2 separate regions of the Mus musculus genome follow, and region 2 is linked to region 1. Evidence: chromatin contacts called from public HiChIP or PLAC-seq data. All regions are on one chromosome and are shown on one strand. Each heading gives the region's core, a stretch centred on a gene start, on an enhancer-like site or on the middle of the called end of the contact. The rest is flanking DNA. Distances are from core to core; before and after follow the strand shown. Region 1 has its middle 110 kb from the start of Bdnf. Region 2 holds the start of Bdnf (brain derived neurotrophic factor).

Region 1 (4,423 bases), core at 550-3,049:
AGACAAGGAAGAGGGATTGATTACTGGTTTTAGCCACACGGAGGTTACCAATGACCTTGACAAGGGTTGTGTTCAGTACAAAATGTGATGTTGTAGGTATGATGGGAAATGGAGGGGAGGAGCTGGAATAGAAAATACACACAACTTTTTTGGTGATATTATCCTGCAAACAGGAAGGAAGAATAGATGATGGTTGGAGAAGCCTATGTCATAAGGTCACTGGGGCTGGTAAAGTGTTTATTTTGCAAGTTTGAGGACCAGTGTTCAGATCTCCAGCACTCATGTAAAAGAAACTGGCATGATAGCAACTCCCTGCAAACAGTGCTGAGAAGGCAGAGACAGAAGGATCCCAGAGGCTCACTGGCCAGACACTCTAGCCAATCCGTGAGCTCCAGACTTAATGAGAGACTGTCTCAAAATACAAAGTGGAGAGGAATAGGGGAAGATATGTGTGGTGTTAACCTCTAGCCTCCATTGGCTGTGAACATACTCTCACTTGTGCACATACACAGGAACATATGCACAGATAGAGGATACTAGGTCATGTTTGGATGCTGATGAGCATGGCTCACTAAAATAAGAGAAGCTGAAAATTCAGAGATGGAAGAGAACAAGTCAACAGTTCGTATAGCAGTGGGGTAGTGGCATTGCATTTGATGAAGCAGTGGGGCAGTGGCATTGCATTTGATGAAGCAGTGGGGTAGTGGTATTGCATTTGATGAAGCAGTGGGGCAGTGGTATTGCATTTGATGAAGCAGTGGGGTAGTGGTATTGCATTTGATGAAGCAGTGGGGCAGTGGTATTGCATTTGATGAAGCAGTGGGGCAGTGGTATTGCATTTGATGAAGCAGTGGGGTAGTGGTATTGCATTTGATGAAGCAGTGGGGTAGTGGTATTGCATTTGATGAAGCAGTGGGGCAGTGGTATTGCATTTGATGAAGCAGTGGGGTAGTGGTATTGCATTTGATGAAGCAGTGGGGCAGTGGTATTGCATTTGATGAAGCAGTGGGGCAGTGGTATTGCATTTGATGAAGCAGTGGGGTAGTGGTATTGCATTTGATGAAGCAGTGGGGCAGTGGTATTGCATTTGATGAAGCAGTGGGGCAGTGGTATTGCATTTGATGAAGCAGTGGGGTAGTGGTATTGCATTTGATGAAGCAGTGGGGCAGTGGTATTGCATTTGATGAAGCAGTGGGGTAATCTAAGATTACAATTAAGGTAGGTTAGTCATGACTAGTGTGAAATGTACAGGCCAGAGACAGATCTCTCGGGTGGTTCAAGTTTGATTTCTCTGAGACAAGTGAGAACCTCTGAGGTCAAATGCAGACAGCCTTCAGGGAGCTGTGTGGTCTCTCCTCATAGAAGCCTCATCACAAGAAGCAAATCCCTGAATTACTACATGTCTCCATCCTCTCTCCCAGAAGAATAGCTTCCATTATTTTGATTTGGAAGTTAATTCCTTAAAAAAATTTAAATTAGTTAATCAATCAGTCAATTAAGTATGTGCACGTACACATAAATGTGTACACGTGGCATCAGGAGCCATGGTGGAGGGGAATGTAGAGAGGTCAGCTGACAACTTGTGGCTATTGGAGTTCTTCACTCAGGTCACTGGGCTTGACAACAAGCACCTTTACCTACTGACCAATATTGCCGGCCCTGAAAGTAATGTCAAAGAAAGCAGAAAGAGAGAGCTGGAAAAAGTTGTGTATGCAGAACAGCCTCTCTTCAAGTGGAAATTGGAGCTGTCTCCCATTGCTGAGAAGTGGGGATTCCAAAGACTCCCTGGGATTAGAAAAACAAATACTGTACTGTACACAATAGGTCCTTGAGTCAGAAGGGAGGGGAAAAAGAGAAGGCAGAGCAGTACCGCGGGATCAGGAGTCAAACAGCAATTAAGGGAACAAAGGTCAGCAGATAATAATTACAGGCGGTTAGGGAGGGAATTAGAGCTAGAGAGGTGCTAATTACATGAGCCATTTAGACGAGGGTGGGGCTTTTCTGAGAACAACAAAGTGAGGGTTGATTACCTGCTAAAAATAAAGGCAGGCCCTCTGAGCCAGGCTCACAAATCTGGCTCCGCCCCAGTCCTGTTCTGTTTAGCTACTCTGTGGATCCTGTGGGAGTGGCCTGCCTCCAGCTTCTTCCAAGTTTTCAGGCTGGGTCGGGGTCTACAGATCACAGCAGCTCCAAAAGCAGTGGCAGAGTGGAACGGAGGTTGAGGATACAAAGTTAGAATACCGTCATCTAGCGATTCATGTCATAGTTCTAGGAGCTAGTTGGGCCCTGTAGAAGGATGCTGACCAAACAGAGGGAGTGAAATCCTAGCTCCTTCTATTCTTGGTTAAGCTGTCCAAAAGGAGGCTGCAGGAGGAGAGATACTTCTCCTAGATTTAAATGCAATCAATTTCCAGACTATTTTAGCTTTGTAACCAGTACAGGGATGTTGGTCTATCTTTCTCAGTGGCTGACATAGAATCTTTATTTCTCCTGTCGCTTTGTGAGATCACCATTCCCTACTGTGGGTTGTGGGAGTAATTGAAAGGCACAGCAGAGGCAGTAGAAGCAGGGAGCACATACTCAGAGCACTTCTGCTTGTCCAGCCAGCATCTCATTATACCAGCATCCGTGAGGCTTCATGGGACTTTTACACCCACTTTCTGAATATGAGCAGTTTTTGTTGTGAAGCTTTTCCATTGTGATGAATGACATAGTTTACCTGGGAGGCCTTGGTGCGTTTCCGTAGCTATGTTTACCTTTGTTGGGCTTTTATTTTGTATGTTTTTCTGTTGTTGAATGGCAAACTGACCCAAGACCTAAGGACTTCAAGCAGCAATGAAGTGATATCATCTGGTGCTGCAGTTACCTGAGGGTATAATACACAAGAGTGAGGTGCTGTGCTCACAGAGCTGATAGATTTGTGTTTGGTGTTAGTTGGAGGTCTCACTTCCCCTTCATGTAGTTCTTCAGTTATGTACCCTTATGCTATAGAGGCTGACTTATTCTAGAAGGAGCAATAGGAAAGACCGAGAAGGAGGCCCCGTGTGGGTTCATTTGTCTGGTATCCAGTCTTGGATATGACACATCACACACTGTAACCTTCCCCATATTAAATTTGTTCTACATTTCATCCCCAACTCAAAAGGATGAGAATGCTACTGTGTTATAATTTTTTAATTGGATTTGTTCTTTAAGCAATATATAAGCATTGGTTAAATTCATTCACTGATTTATCAACCCCAAATATTTGTTGGGTCCTTACTATATGGTAGGCACAGTTTCTAAAGACCTGGTAAATGGCAAATGAAGTCTGAGTGAGCTGTTCGAGACTCCCAGTGACAGAGAGAATGAGAAGGATGCGGGAAGCTTAACATCACAGAGAAGTTGATCAACAGCTGAATGAAGACACGGAGCTGAGTGAAATCCCTGCTTTTGAGAAATTGAGTGTCTAGTGGAAGGCGTTATGTTAAAAGACCTTCACATAGAGATAATAATTCTGTTAGGTACACCCCCCCCACATACACACAGAGAGAGAGAGAGAGAGAGAGAGAGAGAGAGAGAGAGAGAGAGAGAGAACATAGACACACCTCAGAAATATTCAAAGTATACTATTATATGTTTACCTGCATTCAGTTATCAAGCAATTATTTTATTGTATTTTTTTTGAGGGTAAATGAGGGTGTTTCCAAGTTGTATTTCTAAAAGGAGAGGCACACTGTGAATTTAGGAGTAGCTTTCTAGAGGGCAAGAGAGGTGTGATTTGAAAGGTAGTAAGAGAGAAAAATGTGGCACCAAATGTAAATTGAATATATGTTGATTTCCTGGAAATATTTAAATGAGAAAGTGTGGATTTATAATTGAGCAGTGTAGCACATAAACACTTAAGCATCTTGTCTTTGCCTGTGCCAGCTGGGCACATCTATAGCTAGAGTCAAAGCAGGATGCCAGGAGGCCTTTCCAAGAATAGAGACATGATTCTATGGTTTTGAGGAGGGGAAAGAATAGACTTAAAATGGCTTAGTTTACATACAATCAAATGGCCCAAACACTATGTGTACATACAAGCCCTTACTCAGTGTCATATGTACTCTGCCACAATAACTTAAATGTGTTTGAGTCTGGATACAATTATAATGAAATTTGGAGCAAATGTGTCTAGATATAATATTTGTTATAGGAAAATTCCTCTCTTAATCAATATCAGAACATTTTTAGGGCTTGTGTGGGAAGAGAGCTTGGCTTGCACATAGTGAGCTTCTCCTAAAGTCCTGCCATGTCTTTGTGAGCTGCACATCAATAGCTCCATTTATGGAAGTGAAGACCCAAAATATTTACCCAATATAATCACTTCCAAAGTCGTATTATTTTATGATTTTGTATGGAACATAGAGCCATGATCTCTCTTTCTCAACTTTAGTTGTAA
Region 2 (4,476 bases), core at 866-3,365, 110 kb before region 1:
GGGGCCCGGATGCTTAGAGGAATCAAACCCGTAAATAAAATAAATAAATAAATAATGCAACAAGACAAAACAAAAATCAATCGAAGGATCAAAATGGCTTTTGACCTTATAACTAATGTATAAAAGAATCGATTTTTGGAGAAGAATTAAAAGAGGGGTATATTTTTCAGTAAGTTGATCCAATTGTTGGGAAGGGGGAGTCATTTAGCCTTTCATATACAATTAGATAACAATTACTGTTCCTAATTATACATCGCTTTCTTTTTAAAAAAAGGATAAGTTCTAGAAGGATTAATAAACAGGCAGAAACATACTTCCAGACAAGAACATCCTGTATTCTTGTGAGAGGGGCTAAAAGGCTGTTGTTGACGCTGAGAAGACGGATATTTTAGGATGCCGGGAAGACCCTCAAGTAAGATCAAGAAAATCCTAGCACTTAGTCAATGGTATCTCAAAGCACCCCGGCAACTCAAGGAAAGAAATGCAACAAGCCAAAATTCCGAACCGAGCCGCACATCTTCAGGAAGCTGTTTCAAAACGCCACTCAACAAGTTTCTACTCGCAACCCCCATAACGACCAGCAAAACTGCCCCTAAAACACTTCCCCGCCCCCATTCGACGAGCCCCAGCAGCTACTCTTGCCAGTGTGGCCAGAAGAGGGCACCCTCTACCTTCCTAGCTCAGCTCTCCTGGCCCTCCCCTCCCTCCTCCTTGGATCCTCCCTCTCTCCCTCCGGCTCCCCCCATCCCCAAGTCCCCATCCCCAGTTTCCTAGCCCAGGCTCCACCCCCAACTCACGAATTGTTTTCACTAAAACACCAGTTCAAACTCAAACTCACAGCCTGTGGCTCACCGCCCTCAGCAGCCCCGGGGGGAACAACACCACCCCCCCCCCACCCCCGGCAGCAATTTCCCCTTCTTCCTTGTCATCAAGCACAAAGCCCCCATCTTCAGCTATTTCTTTCTACGCTTAGGTCGCTTATCCATTGCTCTTCCTGTTTCAGCATCCCTGGAAATCAAAACTAGCCTCTTCATCCTCCATAAACACCCAACCTACTCCCGGATGAAAGTCAAAACTTTCACTTCCTCAGGAGGATGCCCAAAGGGAGGTGCGCAGGATGGACAGAGGGTCGGATACAGGCTGTCCTGGAGTTCCGCAGACCCTTTCAGGCCCCAGCGATAAGAAGGGTCCCAAGTTTTCCTAGTTAAACGTTGACCTTGGACCTGTAAGTAAGCTTTGGTAGTACTCCCTAGAGAGCAGGTGACAGTGAACAGCCTGTTGTGATACCCAGGAAAAGAGATGAGGACAGAAGGCGCCAAGACCCATTCTCGGACTACACACCACCCCGGTCCAAATTTGCGTGGAGAGTGCCTAAGCCGGTGGTAAGGGCTCTCATCCCAGCCCTGTCCCGGTGCCATCCGTCTGAGCCCCCAACAGCTGTCGCTCTATATCTCTCTCACCACCCTTCCTCGTCTGCGGGAGGACTTCGGGGATCCCCGGGACGCAGGCTTAGCTCCCATGGCGCAAGTCGTCCTCTTCCCTTGGCTTTTTCTCTCACACTGAAGGGATTCCTGGGGTCGCACTGTCCCTCAGAGTCGTGGGATCCCGGGAGAACGCTCCCCAGGAGCAAGCCCGCCCCTCCGCTGTCCCGGGACGAAGGTGAAGCCGGAGTTCTGCAGTCCCACAACTTCTCAGTCCCCTAGCCAACTTTCCCGGGCGCACGCGCCTCTGGCTCTCGCACTTAGCCCCACGCCCCGCAGTCGCCTACCTCAGGGTCCACACAAAGCTCTCGGATCCCCGGCAGTGGAGTCACATTGTTGTCACGCTTCTGGTCCCTGCGCCCTGCCCTGGGCCCCGTGCGCTTTCTCGTCTGCCCCAAGGCAGTGGTGGCAGTTGAAGGAACCGGGTCTCATCAAAGCCTCCCAGGCGGAGGTGGCGCGCCGCCCCAGGCGGTTTCCTTCTCCAAGCCCGGGAGTCCCGGGCGCACTGGGAACCGTGCGACAGCCAGCCAGCGGGTGCGCCCCGGCACGGCAGCAGCGACGGGCACCCAGAGCTCAGCCAGAGCCAGGCACTGGGGTCAGACATTATTTAGCTCTTCGGTTGAGCTTCGATTGGTCAGACAGCGCCGCCCCTATCCCCTCCCTGCTCCGCCGCGCCACCGATACCCATTGGGGTGGCTGCTTAAAGGGGACGACGCGCCTTTTCCTTGCGGGGGCTCAGCCCTCGGAAGCCCTCGGAAGCCCTCGGAAGCCCTCGGGGTATCCCTGATCGCCTTGCACTGGCTTCTCTCCATTTCCCCGGAGCTCGCTGCTTAAACCCAAAGCTCTGTGCCTGCCCTCTGCGGTCTCCGCAGGGTGCCCTTTGCTAGGAGGGGTGGTCGAATCCCGGTTCCTAGGCACCCTACTCCCCGCAATGTGCTCTAGAGTAGGAGGAAGCGAGTGTGAGTCTCACACGTTCAAATCTTTCTCCCCTGGTTTGCAACTCTCCCCATCTTTTCCATCCCAGCACCCAAGTTCTGTGGGAGAGGGCGTGCATCCACCCCCACCCCCAGGCCCCGGCCCCAGACACACCTTCCCGCACCTTCCCGCACCACAAAGCTAGAAAAAGCGAACACACAATGAAACTACACAGAGTGTGCGGGGTTATGGTTTACTCCGCTACCTTAAACACATCGGCTTAACCAGAGTTTGCGCCCTGACCTCTCCGGAGTGTGCCTAATAGAATTCAATCAAGATAATAACAGTATTTTTTATTAATGAATAACCCCGGATAGCATTACACCAAGTTACTGCTTCTAGCCGGGAAGCCTAGGCAATAACAGACCTCACTAAAGCCATATGCTTCCCAGCAGACCAAACGGGGGCGGGGGGGGGGGTGAGGAAAGAGAAAGAAAAGAAACCCACCTTTTTCAGTCACTACTTGTCAAAGTAAACATCAAGGCAGCTGCTCTGGGGAAGACCGGTCCCCAAGGTTCTAGACTCTTACTATATATTTCCCCTTCTCTTCAGTTAAAAGGGGGAGGGGGCGAGTCTTTGGTGGCCGATATGTACTCCTGTTCTGCAGCAAAGAAGTTAAATTATTGATAGTGGAAATTGCATGGCGGAGGTAATACTCGCACGCCTTCAGCGAGAAGCTCCATTTGATCTAGGCAGAGGCTGGGAGATTTCATGCTAGCTCGCCGGGGGTGGGTGGGGGGAGCGGCAGCGAGAGCAGTCCTCTCCTCGGTGAATGGGAAAGTGGGTGGGAGTCCACGAGAGGGCTCCACGCTGCCTTGACGTGAGCTGTCATATGATACCTCCTCTGCCTCGAAATAGACACTCTAGTGCACGAATTACCAGAATCAGAATTCCGCGCATTTAAAATGATACATCTTTTATTAGAAGAATTCCGTTCCAGGGCATTGCATGCTTTGTAGATGTTTTCACTTCCAGTCCTAGCAAATTCACGCACACAGAAGCCAAGCCTGTCATTATCTAGGCAGCAACAACACATCAATATATATATGTATATATACTTAACCAGGATTTAGGGTGAGGGGTGGGTAGCTCACTAAGCCCCCTTCCTCTAGAGCAGAGAGTGGTCTTTGGACCGTTTTTGTTTGGTTGTTTGATTTTTTTTTTAACCTATGAGAGATCAGTTACATGACTAGGTTCTGGAGGGCTACTTTCATTTAGCTGTATGATAAACTCTGCCAAGTGTCTACCTGGATTGCTGCTTTGTTAAACGTTGCCCCTCTAATCCAGCCAATAAGTAAAGGCTAGGGCAGACAGACCTTTATTATTCATTTTATTTTATTTTTTTTTAGAAAAAAATATAAAAGAACAAGAGGGCAGTATTGAGCACGGTGCCACAGCCTCTTGTTAACATAATCACCTGTCTGAGGATTAAAAGAGAGGCTCCTTCTTCTAAGGCTGGCCTTTAGTATGTCTGAGACAGGGCCCAGTGATTAGCACTGTAATAAGCAATTCATTCACAGACGATTTCAAGTCACCGTGAAAAATTGGCATATGTGACTCAGAAAGGAGGCAAAAATGGGTATCCGAGACTCTTGCACCCCAACTTCTGTGACCCCTTGTATGTGAATGCTTGTGAAATCTGAATGACTTAATCGTTGTTAAGGCATTGCTGTATGACTGTATCTGAATGCTTAAACATTAAATTTCCTAGAGGAAAGGAGGTTCATAACAGTTCTTTTTCCCAGATGTCTGTTGTCACCAGAGTGGGCTATTGTACTGAATATATGGCGGTAGTGTATACTGAGATTCATTTACCAAGGGCTGATGGTTAACAAAGTGAAATTACTAATATTTGCTATTTGAAAGCTTCCAAAACCTGCTGACAGAAATCTTTCTGTTTTATAAGTGAAGAACCAGAGATTCAATACCTTATAGTAATTCAACCAAGAATACCAGAGATCCACCCTTAAAGACCTCAAAAGCTCAAGCGAGAAAGGCCTCCTCCTTCTACCCTTTGTCC

Evidence for each region. HiChIP or PLAC-seq counts read pairs in DNA pulled down with a chosen protein or histone mark.
Region 2: a contact with region 1 is called in an HNF4G HiChIP or PLAC-seq map of pancreatic cancer cells. The contact joins the promoter of Bdnf here to the enhancer-like site in region 1. A contact is called at or near these places in 1 of 15 datasets of contacts at CTCF or cohesin (the NIH/3T3 cell line), 6 of 484 Hi-C or Micro-C datasets (the HL-1 cell line, embryonic stem cells, nephron progenitors and 1 more), 3 of 115 datasets of contacts at active chromatin or transcription factors (embryonic stem cells and pancreatic cancer cells) and 1 of 9 other capture datasets (liver).

The regions. Positions count from the first base shown.
Region 1 is chr2:109,576,632-109,581,054 of GRCm38.p6, reverse strand. No RefSeq gene overlaps it. Among named protein-coding and RNA genes, the nearest start is that of Bdnf, 110 kb to the left of the region's middle. Within about 2 kb of position 1,799, at least 31 of the 459 cell types and tissues checked have an H3K27ac peak or open chromatin away from gene starts, as enhancers often do. A contact at or near this core is called in pancreatic cancer cells, where this site is marked.
Region 2 is chr2:109,691,202-109,695,677 of GRCm38.p6, reverse strand. It overlaps Bdnf (brain derived neurotrophic factor), which reads right to left and starts at 2,115. Exons shown (of 2, transcript NM_001048142.1): 1 at 1,769-2,115.